Regions from separate parts of the Gossypium hirsutum genome. Here all the other regions are linked to region 2. Evidence: chromatin contacts called from public Hi-C data. All regions are on one chromosome and are shown on one strand. Each heading gives the region's core, a stretch centred on a gene start, on an enhancer-like site or on the middle of the called end of the contact. The rest is flanking DNA. Distances are from core to core; before and after follow the strand shown.

Region 1 (3,501 bases), core at 262-2,761, 440 kb after region 2:
ATGCCACCGATGTCGCCATTTATAGTGGCTTTTCGTGCCAATTTCGACACCAAAAAAGAGATTTCCTCCTTCTTGTTGACTTCTACAGTTTAGATCTCCCAGTAGCCGACTCAAAATCTTCTAAAACAATGACCAAAGCTTTGAACTACTTTTTCTACAATTTTTTTTAAAATATCACCGGTGCTGCTTGACACGACGACAACACCTAAAAAATATTTTTTAAAAATATTTTAACGGGTGTCACCTAACATATCGATAACCCCCATTAAAATTTCTTTTCTTTTTTTCTCCATTGTGAATACCTGTATTTTTAACGAGTATTTTAAAAAATACATAATTGTGCTGCCTGACATAGTGGCATCACCCAAAAAAAATATTTTTTTAAGAAGCCAATGATTGGCTAATAATGAGGGGACGTCGCCGCCGGTGTGTCAGGCGGCATTGGCTGTCATTGTCGAGAACAAGTCATTTACGTACATTTTTTTTTACTTGGACCATTTCATAAATAATTATTTTTTTGGATTAATTGCGTAAAAAAGCCCCCTATTCCTGGCATGTGGCATATCTATTGTCTTAAAATTATTTTATATTTAAAATCAAATTGATAGAATGTGTTAGTATTAGAGGGTTAAATTTGTTATCAAACCAATAAAATAAACTCATGTTAGCATTTTCGTCAAATTTTAAATGGCTCCAAAAATTTTGATTCCAAATAGATTAATGATTAACATAAAAAAATAAAAATTTAAAGGATAAATCCCAAAAGTATACAGGAAAGATAGTTTAATGTGCAATTGCATATTTGAACTTTGATTTTGTGCAATTTTACACATGAAATTTTGATTTAATCCAATTATTGTAAATTATTAACACAATTATTGATATAATATCATTTTATGTTTATATATTGTATACATAAATAATTATATTTATCTAATATAAAAATTAATGTATTTATTTCTTTAAATGCACATTATTAAATCAAAATTAAAGTTTCAAGTATACATTTAAATCACAATTAAAGTTTCATGTGTATAATTGCACCAAATTAAAACTTATATATACAATTGCGCATTAAACCAAAGTACATGTATAATTTTAAAATTTATCCCAAAATTTAATAACAAAAATACAGCACGAATAATAATTTAATCAACATTTCTATACTTCGTCCAAATATAATATTAATCCTAATACAAAATTCTCATACGATTTCAACGGAAATGGCGCCAATTGAATTTAGCTTATTTGGCGGTAGAAACAAATTAAATATGATAATAATAATAATAATAATAATAAGTACTATAATTGAATAAACATTTAACCTCGACGCAAGTCTCGAATCTTTAATTTAAAATTAAATAAGTTCCTTTCACCCAAAGCGAAAAAAAAGAAGGCCAAAATAGGAAAGATGTAATTATGAGATTCCATCAATTGGGCAACTTACTTGGACTCGTTACAACCAAGCTTTATACATATATTGAATCCACAAATAGTATATACTTGTACACACTCAAATTTATTTTAAAAGTTATTAACTATTTTTAACCATTTATAGTTTCTTATGCCCTATATAAATATCATCTTATTTATGATTCACTCACACTTCACACCATCAAGACATATATACACCATATATGCTGATTGCACTTTTCCATCAATCATCAGTTTCTTGTTATTCTTTTTTATCTGTATGATAAGAGCGCCATGGAGACAGGTCAAACCGTCACCCCGATCCCGCTATGGAATATTGTGGTGATTGCAGCCATTGCCGCCGGGATCCAATTCGGATGGGCTCTGCAACTTTCTCTTCTAACCCCTTATGTCCAAACCCTTGGTGTTCCTCACGTCTGGGCTGCTTTCATTTGGCTTTGTGGTCCCATCTCCGGCCTCGTCGTTCAACCCATTGTAGGCTACAGCAGTGACCGTTGTACCTCTCGCATCGGTCGTCGCCGACCCTTCATTGCTGCTGGAGCTTGTTTCGTTGCCGTCGCTGTTTTCATGATTGGCTTCGCCAAAGACATCGGTCACCGATCTGGTGATTCACTGCAAAATCCCACAAAGCCTAGAGCCGTCGCCATATTCGTTACAGGTTTTTGGATCCTCGATGTGGCTAACAACATGTTACAAGGTCCATGCCGCGCTTTCTTGGCTGACCTTTCGTCGAATGATCATAAAAGAATGAGGATCGCCAATGCGTGGTTCTCGTTTTTCATGGCTGTTGGCAACGTTTTAGGTTACGCAGCTGGTTCCTTCTCAGGTCTCCACAAGCTCCTACCCTTCACACAAACAACCGCCTGTGATGTTTACTGTGCAAACCTCAAAACTTGTTTCATAATTGACATTGTTTTCCTCCTGTCTATCACAATAACCGCCATTACCACCGTGAAAGAGACACCCATAACAAGAAAGGAAGCTGGAGACGAAGAGGACAACGAAGGAAGGTCATCGGGGCGGGCTTTCTTTGCGGAGTTAGTGATGGCATTCAAGACCCTGAAAAAACCAATGTGGTTCTTGCTTCTGGTGACATGCCTTAATTGGATGGCGTGGTTTCCATTCTTGTTGTACGACACTGACTGGATGGGGGCGGAAGTATACGGAGGGAAAGTGAAGGGGAGTGCAAGCCAACAAAAATTGTACGACGAGGGAGTGCGTGCGGGTGCGTTGGGTCTAATGATAAACTCCATAGTGTTGGCGTTCGCGTCGTTGGGGTTAGAGCCTGTGAGCCGGTTGATAGGTGGAGTGAAGAACATGTGGGGGGTGGTGAACTTGATATTGGCAGCATGCTTGGCGGCGACGGTTTGGGTCACCAAGGTGGCGGAGGCATGGAGGGGTGAACATGGACCACAAATCTTGACCCCTCCACCAACCAGCATCAAAACCTCTGCCTTGGCTTTGTTTGGGCTGTTGGGTATTCCACTTGCGGTTAGTTTTCCTTTTTTACCTTTCTTAACACTTATCTCCGGCTCTTTCATAAATGTGTGATGCTACGTAATGGAAAAAGGTTTAAGTCACCCTCCGTGATTCACTATTAAATCACGGACACACCTTCACCATCAAATTATTTTTCTTCATCATCATCACCTGTTGGTTTTTAAGTAATTTTCAGACTTCTTTGGATCATTTTCTATAATTTATTTGGGCTTTTAAATTAACACACATTAATGGTATATACTTAAAACATGACAAGTACACAACAAATTATATTTATAAAATATTAACAAAAAATATTAATAAAAGTTGAAATAAATTTCAAGAATGTTAAGATACTATTAATTCTGATAAAAACTAAAAAAAAAAATTCATGTGATAGTACAATTTTAGGAAAATTTATGGACATAAGAAAGATTTACTTTTAAAATTTTAGAGGCTCAATGTTTTGTTGAAGGTAAAATGTAGAGGCTCATTGAAATATAATAAAATTGAATATGCATCACCACTTTAATTTTTGCTTATATATAAAATGATGCAGGTTCAGAGTTAAAAAGAAGAAAGAACAAA
Region 2 (3,497 bases), core at 709-3,208:
ACATAATGGGAGAAATATCTTGGGCCACTTGATGGAGTGAGATTAGAAATGCATGGCCATGCTCAAATATGTTAATATGAAATATCACACTTATGTTTATTAGTCTACTCAGAATATTAAGAAATATGATATTGGACTATACAATTGTGACTATACCATGACTTGTGTCCAATGTAGATATAAATGATAAAAGGATATGATACATGAAAAGTTTATCACAGAAATGTTATGTCGAATCACGACTTATTGTAACTTGGGTAGTACTGATGCATTGCTAGATGTCACTCATTGCTTGTAAGATTAGAAATGTTCTAGTATTACTACAAACGTTACAAGAACTTATAGGTTCACACCCAATGGTTAAAGTGAACAAACTTCACAGCAATAGAATGGGCATATACCCTCTTATATACAACTATGGTGGATTCTTATCATTGGCGGATAAGAATCACTTGGCAGATAATATCGCCCGACGAACAATATTGCCTGACGGATAGTATAACCTGGTGGATACGATTCACAACTTTTTTATAGAGTTAATATTTATGAAAGTTAGTATTCTTTTGGAAATAATATAATTTCAATATCTTCCATGATTTTCTCTGTAAAGTAAAAGGAAATTATTCTGTTTTAATATATGATATTAATAAAAGGAAGATAATCCCTGATCATGTGGGAGTGAATAAGTAAGAAAAATTCAAAGGGTCTAGTAGCTGGATTTTGGATTCACTTTGAAAGGGTTCAAATAGTTTTAACTATTTCTTGTTTAACTGGGTGGACTACGTAGAGGCCAAGACAATTTTTTTTGTTGCGACTAGGATTGGCATCACCCAAAGGAATTCAACCAACAACGTTATTCGCCATTCTTCAGTTTTCTAAGGTATATCTTCAACCCTTTTTCAACTAGACTTGATCCTTGTACATGGATCTGTCGTTGATGATTGCTAGAATATTTTTTCCGTTGTGCCACGGGACGTACCATCGATCCAATACCATTTGTGTCTGATCTATTTAATATGTTGCATTGCACAAAAATGTTTTGTTATCCTTGTCTATTTATTTATTGAATCTGTATGATTGTCTAATATCTGTTATGTGCATGAGGGCTAAGTTACACATTAAGCTTTATTAGCTCACCCAATAATTTATCTTCTCAAGTAATCAACAAACTTAGGATCAGGCGGTGTGTGGGAGTCTGGATTGGATTTTAGCTAAATAAAAAGTCTATTTATAATTTTAAACTTAATTCTAGACTTTTTGGACTGTATAAATATTTTGGACTTTATTTTTTGTTTTTGGATTTTCTGCTGGATTTTGTTTTTGATAATTTGTAAATTATATGTTTTCTCATTTTGAAATCATATTTTACAAATTAAGAACTTTAGAATTTCCATTGCAAAACTAAGTAACCAAATAAGTGTTTTTTGTTGTTAAATAAATAAGTTCAACGCGTATTTTTCTGAAAAACTGTAAAAGATTTGTCAAAATTAATATTTTCGAAACACACAATTTTCTAGTTTAAAATATGGAGTTTTAAAACGAGTTTGCGTAATTTTTCAATATTCGACCATAACGTCTAAGTCGAGTGTGAGATATTACATATGATGATAAATTAAATATGTAATAATTATTTATTTGAAGTAAATGATTTTAATAGTTTAATTTAAATAAATAGGGAAGTACAAATTTTAAATAATTGAATAAAATAAATTTGAAATGTATGAAAATTCTGTAAGAATGAAAAGACTCACACGGAAATAAATTACTTTCCAACATTGAAAATACATCAAGATACATGGTAAACACTATGATGAAGTAAATGTCGAATGAATGGTTTTGCGATTACAAGTTAATTTGTTTGGTCAACTGAACTCCATCCACCATAGAGTTAGTACAAAGGATATGGGCCAAAGCCCAAATAAATACATTGAACCGCATCTATCACAGAGTAAGTTTAAAGGATATGGGCCAAAGCCCAAGGTTTAGTTCACAAAGAAAAACAATCACCACCGTGGCAGAGGAGGAGGGGAGAGAGAGCCAAGGTCTAATGAAGCTGTCGTGCAGCTGACCTGAGAAACAGCACCTCCAGAAAATTGCAAGTTTTACGGTTACAAGTTGAAATCAATTTTGTTATACTGATTTATAGAAAGAATTATCTAAGATGAATAGCCAACAAAAATCAAAATTTATATAACAAATCTCATGCCTTAGAAAATTACAACTAATCTATTAAAAAAGATTTAGTAAGAGCAACGAAAGATCAATAATTTTGTCATGAATTTTCTTTAAAGAGTTTATAAATATAATTATAAGTAAAATCACATTCATATTCGTAAATAATACAATCTAAAGTTAAATTAGAATATTTTTAAATAGGGCATGCAAATTATAATTTTTTTTTATTTCAAATAAAGATACTAAAAGAGTTTTTTTTTCAGTATTTGAATCAAGTTTGAATTTTGAAATTGACATTGTCGTGAAGGCTTTACTTGAAATGGATGAAGACAATTGTATTTATACCAAAAAAAATAGAAAACATTTAAGTTGATTAAATATTTCTTCAATTTTAACCGGATGATATTAACAAGAATAACACAATCCTTACTCCAAACTTGAAAAAAAAATTCTGAAGCACTTGCTAATTTTCGCCCAATCAGTTGTTGCAATCTATCTTTACAATTATAGCTTGAATCATGGCTTCAAGGATGAAATTTCTCATTTTGAAAGTTATATAATGTACACAATCTACTTTCTTTGCTGATAGAGCGATACAAGATAATATCTTATTGGCCCTTGAGGCCTTCCATGCCTTTTGTAAAAATGAAAGTGGGAGCAGGAAGGATATACGGCTACCAAGTTAGATCTTGTCAAGACTTGTGAAAAAGTGAATTGGTCCTTCTTCAAGAGACTAGTGGAGAGAATGGGTTTTTGTAAACGATGGTCAATAGGATTCGCGAATGTGTTTCAATAGTTAAATCCATGCTTCTATTTATAGAGGCTAGTAAAGGTTAGTTTATTTTAATAAGGGGATTATTGCAAGGAGACCACTCTCCCCTACCTCTTTCTCCTGGAGGTAAACATGTTTTCAAAGCTTTTGGAAAAAGCCGAACTACAAGGTGATCTTAAAGCATTTAAAATCAATCAAAGATGTTGTACACTATCACGTACACTTTTTGTTTGCAGACGATTATCTATTTTTCACAAGTGTGACAAATCGAAGTTGTGAAGTTATTTTTACTGTTCTTAACCCGTTTTAAGATGTTACGAGTCAATCCTTGATCGATCAGAAACATCTATTTTATTTTCATAAAATACCTCTTCTATTGTGAAAAACGGAATCCAAGGAAGAATGAGAATTCCAATCATAAAGCCAACTTGATTTGTTTGGGGCTCCCAAGGAGGAAAAATCCTAAACATTGGGGTTTATCATGGATAAACTACGTTCTAAAAATCAAAATTGGAAAGGAAGACTAGTTTCTCAAACAGGGAGGGAGATC
Region 3 (3,515 bases), core at 71-2,570, 350 kb before region 2:
CCATTTCACAGGATTGATTGCCAAATACTCAAGCATGCACTTAAACATCAAGTTTTGAACCAAAATATTTGGAGCCAAGGGAATAGGAACAATAAATCTTCTCATTATCAGCATATGATGATTTAGTTATGTTGCTACTTACTATAAAAGTTTTACATTTAAAAAAGAAAAAACGGTTTCTTAATTAAAAACCATTACTAAGCTTATTAAAAACAAAATAAAAATAAAAAGCCTACCAGAATTAGTTGGTACACTAGCTGTCTTATCACGATAGCGTCTGTTAGTGTGGCTTCGGCTGCCATTTGTAACAGTACTCCTAGTTTCTTCAACTCCAGAAGATTCAAACCCTTCATCCACATCAACAGATGCCGCAATGCAGGTGATTTTTTCTTTTGGAACCTTGAATCCATCATCAACTTTAGGATTTCCTTGCTTCTCTCTAGCACCAACGTCCAAACCTAATAGCTTAAAAAAATTCAATCAACAAACAGAAGGCGAATTGGAGGCAGAAATACCAAAAAGAAACATTCAACTGCAAGCTGTAATGGTATCCATAGGAAGAAGAAAACAGTAAGGTGTTACAGATAATTAAAAATGTAAAAGTGCCAAGCAAATTTAAGCAATAGAACTAATATGCTATTACTTTTTTTTCTCTTTTTCTAGACAAAGAGAGAATTGAATAAAATCATGGGTCATGGTAAGATATCAGAGAAAACAAAGCGGTGAAAGTACTCTCAAGAACAAAACCATCAGAACAGACCGTACACGGAGGAGCAATTATTACTATGAAAGCTGAATAAGAGCACAAAAAACACTACTTAAAAGACAAATTGCTATCCAAAGTCACAGAAAACATAGCTAAGTAGAAGAAAACCAAAAGAATCAGGTCATCTAAAAATTTCACCTCCAAACCCTAAATTGATACTTGTACATGAACAAGATTTTGAAAGTGAAGAAGCAAGACTACTAGCAAACTTACTCATAGTTAATTTATACAATAAGGTTGAGATGAATGATATATCCTTCGTTTCCCGAACTCAGCAATTTGGGATGCAGTACCCGACACGATCCGACAGGGATTCCGACACGGGATACGGGTCAGATCCCGAAAAAAACAGCGGACACGGCGGTGTGGGAGAACTGAGATGAGAAGAGAAGAAAAAGAAAAAAAAATTGATTTGCGGAGACGAGAGAGAGATGTACGATGGTAGGAGGAAGATGATGATAAAAGGAAGGGAAAAGACTCTCCAAACAATTGAAAGAAAGAACTTACGGTGTAGTGAATGCAGTACCCTATATTTGTTTTTGGTTTAAGTATGTGAGAGGTGCCTATACTATTTTGAAATTTAAAAGGAAGTCTCTACATTTTAATTTTGAGATATTAAATTTTTTATTTTTTTAATTTAAAAATCTTTATTTCTTCATCTAATTTTACGGTTAAAATTATCATTGTAGCAATTAAAAAATGGTAAAATAATTTAGTAGTCTTCAATGTTTATAATTTTTATTAATTTGGTCCTTATTCTTTAAAAGTACATAAATATTACAAAAATAAAAGTTTAAAATTTTTTTAAAGTTTTAAAAAAATTTAAAATCTTTTAAATTTCATTTTAAATTTTAAATCATGAAGAATATAAAACTTTTCAAAATTTAGAAAAATATATGTTATCTACTCTTTAAATGATAATTAGAAATGTTCACCACCCATGCAACCCACCTAGCCCAAAATAGGGTTAGGCTTAGATTTATATTTTTAACCTTAGACTAGTCGAACTCAGCCTGTTTTACCATTTAAAATAATAAAAATATAAACAGGTTATATTGATATTACTTTTAATAATTAAATTTAAATATAAAATAATTTTTATTATTTTTAAACAATGAAATGGGTGATTCAGGTAAAATGAGCTTGAAGTTGGAAAAGTTTTTTAAATTGGGTATTGACACACGTAGTTTGGCTTGGCCCGCTAATATTTGTAATGGTAATAAAACCTTTGCAAAGTTTGAGTTATTCAGTCAATTGGGTTTAAGGATAATCAGGCTCGAACTGATACTTCCACCACGTCACGGTGATGCTCTACTGCTGAGTTATATCCATTCCCTACCCCCATCGAGAAATAGAACTAACTAATCCTAAGTTAAAGGATCAGGAAACTCAACAATGCCACTATTCTTGAACAACTTGGCACAGCTGAGGTATCTTGGACTTGAATTAGAGACCTCGCTTGTGAAGTAAATCATTGCACCTACGATCCAACCAATTAGGAGAGAATCAATACATTCCTTTTTGGAAGCGATTTATCCTCCCCAAATGCAGCATACAACTCTTCGTTGTACTGCACTCTCCAAGTGTGCTTGTTCTCCCCTTCTTCCTTACCACAGCAAGTATTTAAGAAATAAGAAATAACTCCAATGGGAAGAAGAAAAAAAAGGGCGTTAAGAGACCCTCTTGGCCCAACCCTAAACACTTTAAGATCTTTTTTCAAACCTGCTCCCATTTTGAGTCAAGAGATAGATAAATAGACACATCTCATTGCACTGATCGAGGGCGTTCGTAGTGACTGAGGGGTCGAAGACCAAGAAGTGAATTATTTATCAACCAAGCATTCTTCTTACTGCTAGATCCAATCTCTTAGTCCCTGCGGAAAGGAAAAAGAATTTCATGTTCTTCCTTTCATGAAGGGAGGATTAGGAAAATCTTATTGATTGCAGCTTTCTTTGGACCTCTGGAAAAAGCATGAAAAAAATGCTCGAATGGTACGATCTCTCCGTCACCCCAAGATGAAAGGGGCAATCTTGTAGTTCTTAGTCTGTGAAGATACGTTGTTAGATGCTCTATTTATTTTTACCATTGAGGCCAAACCTAAACCTATGCTCGAGAGATAGCTATCCATGCACTGATAAGGGATGTATGGATTATCGAGAAGAGAGGAGCCATGGTGGTCCCCCCGAACTGCCCAGATCCCACGAGTGAATAGAAAGTTGGATCTATATTGGATCTTACCTGAATTACCCTATCTATCCTGAGGAGAAGTTTGGGTTCAAACCTCGATTCAAACAAGATAATTATGCCATGCTAATATGCATTGGATGATCCAAATCTCAGGGTCAGGCACTGATGAGTACATTGAATTATTCATGTGGCTGTGAGCCCTCATAGCCCAAGCACAATGGCCCAACCCTCACATTAAATTTATTTACTCATAGATTCTAGTACTATAAAAGTCTTCATGACTTACGAAAGTTGAATTAGGTTGAAAAAATAATTTAATTAGGAAATTAATTCAAATAAATAATATTTTGAGAATAGAAAATTCATTTATTGGGTTGGATAAATTACATAAGTTGGTTTAGATACTAGATAAAATATATAATTGTACCTAATACATGAGATAAGTCTAGTGACCCATCCCGCATAAGGTGAGGTGGCAACCCTAATTCCTAAGACTGGGGTGTCACTATTAGAGTATGCCCAAAGACCAATCATGAGATGATTACAATTACTTACTCATTTT

Evidence for each region. Hi-C and Micro-C count contacts between places; a contact is called where the count stands out from the background.
Region 1: a contact with region 2 is called in a Hi-C map of leaf, with 1.8 times the contacts expected there. The contact joins the promoter of LOC107919989 here to the enhancer-like site in region 2. A contact is called at or near these places in 3 of 34 Hi-C or Micro-C datasets (callus, leaf and petal).
Region 3: a contact with region 2 is called in a Hi-C map of leaf, with 2.4 times the contacts expected there. The contact joins the promoter of LOC107962088 here to the enhancer-like site in region 2. A contact is called at or near these places in 3 of 34 Hi-C or Micro-C datasets (all in leaf).

The regions. Positions count from the first base shown.
Region 1 is chrD13:43,650,411-43,653,911 of Gossypium_hirsutum_v2.1, reverse strand. It overlaps LOC107919989 (sucrose transport protein SUC8), which reads left to right and starts at 1,511. Exons shown (of 4, transcript XM_016849457.2): 1 at 1,511-2,925. The coding sequence starts at 1,708.
Region 2 is chrD13:44,092,997-44,096,493 of Gossypium_hirsutum_v2.1, reverse strand. No RefSeq gene overlaps it. Among protein-coding and RNA genes, the nearest start is that of LOC121225066, 11 kb to the right of the region's middle. Within about 2 kb of position 1,958, at least 5 of the 9 cell types and tissues checked have an H3K27ac peak or open chromatin away from gene starts, as enhancers often do. A contact at or near this core is called in leaf, where this site is marked.
Region 3 is chrD13:44,441,838-44,445,352 of Gossypium_hirsutum_v2.1, reverse strand. It overlaps LOC107962088 (pre-mRNA-splicing factor ATP-dependent RNA helicase DEAH7), which reads right to left and starts at 1,320. Exons shown (of 15, transcript XM_016898322.2): 1 at 980-1,320; 2 at 237-458. The coding sequence starts at 983.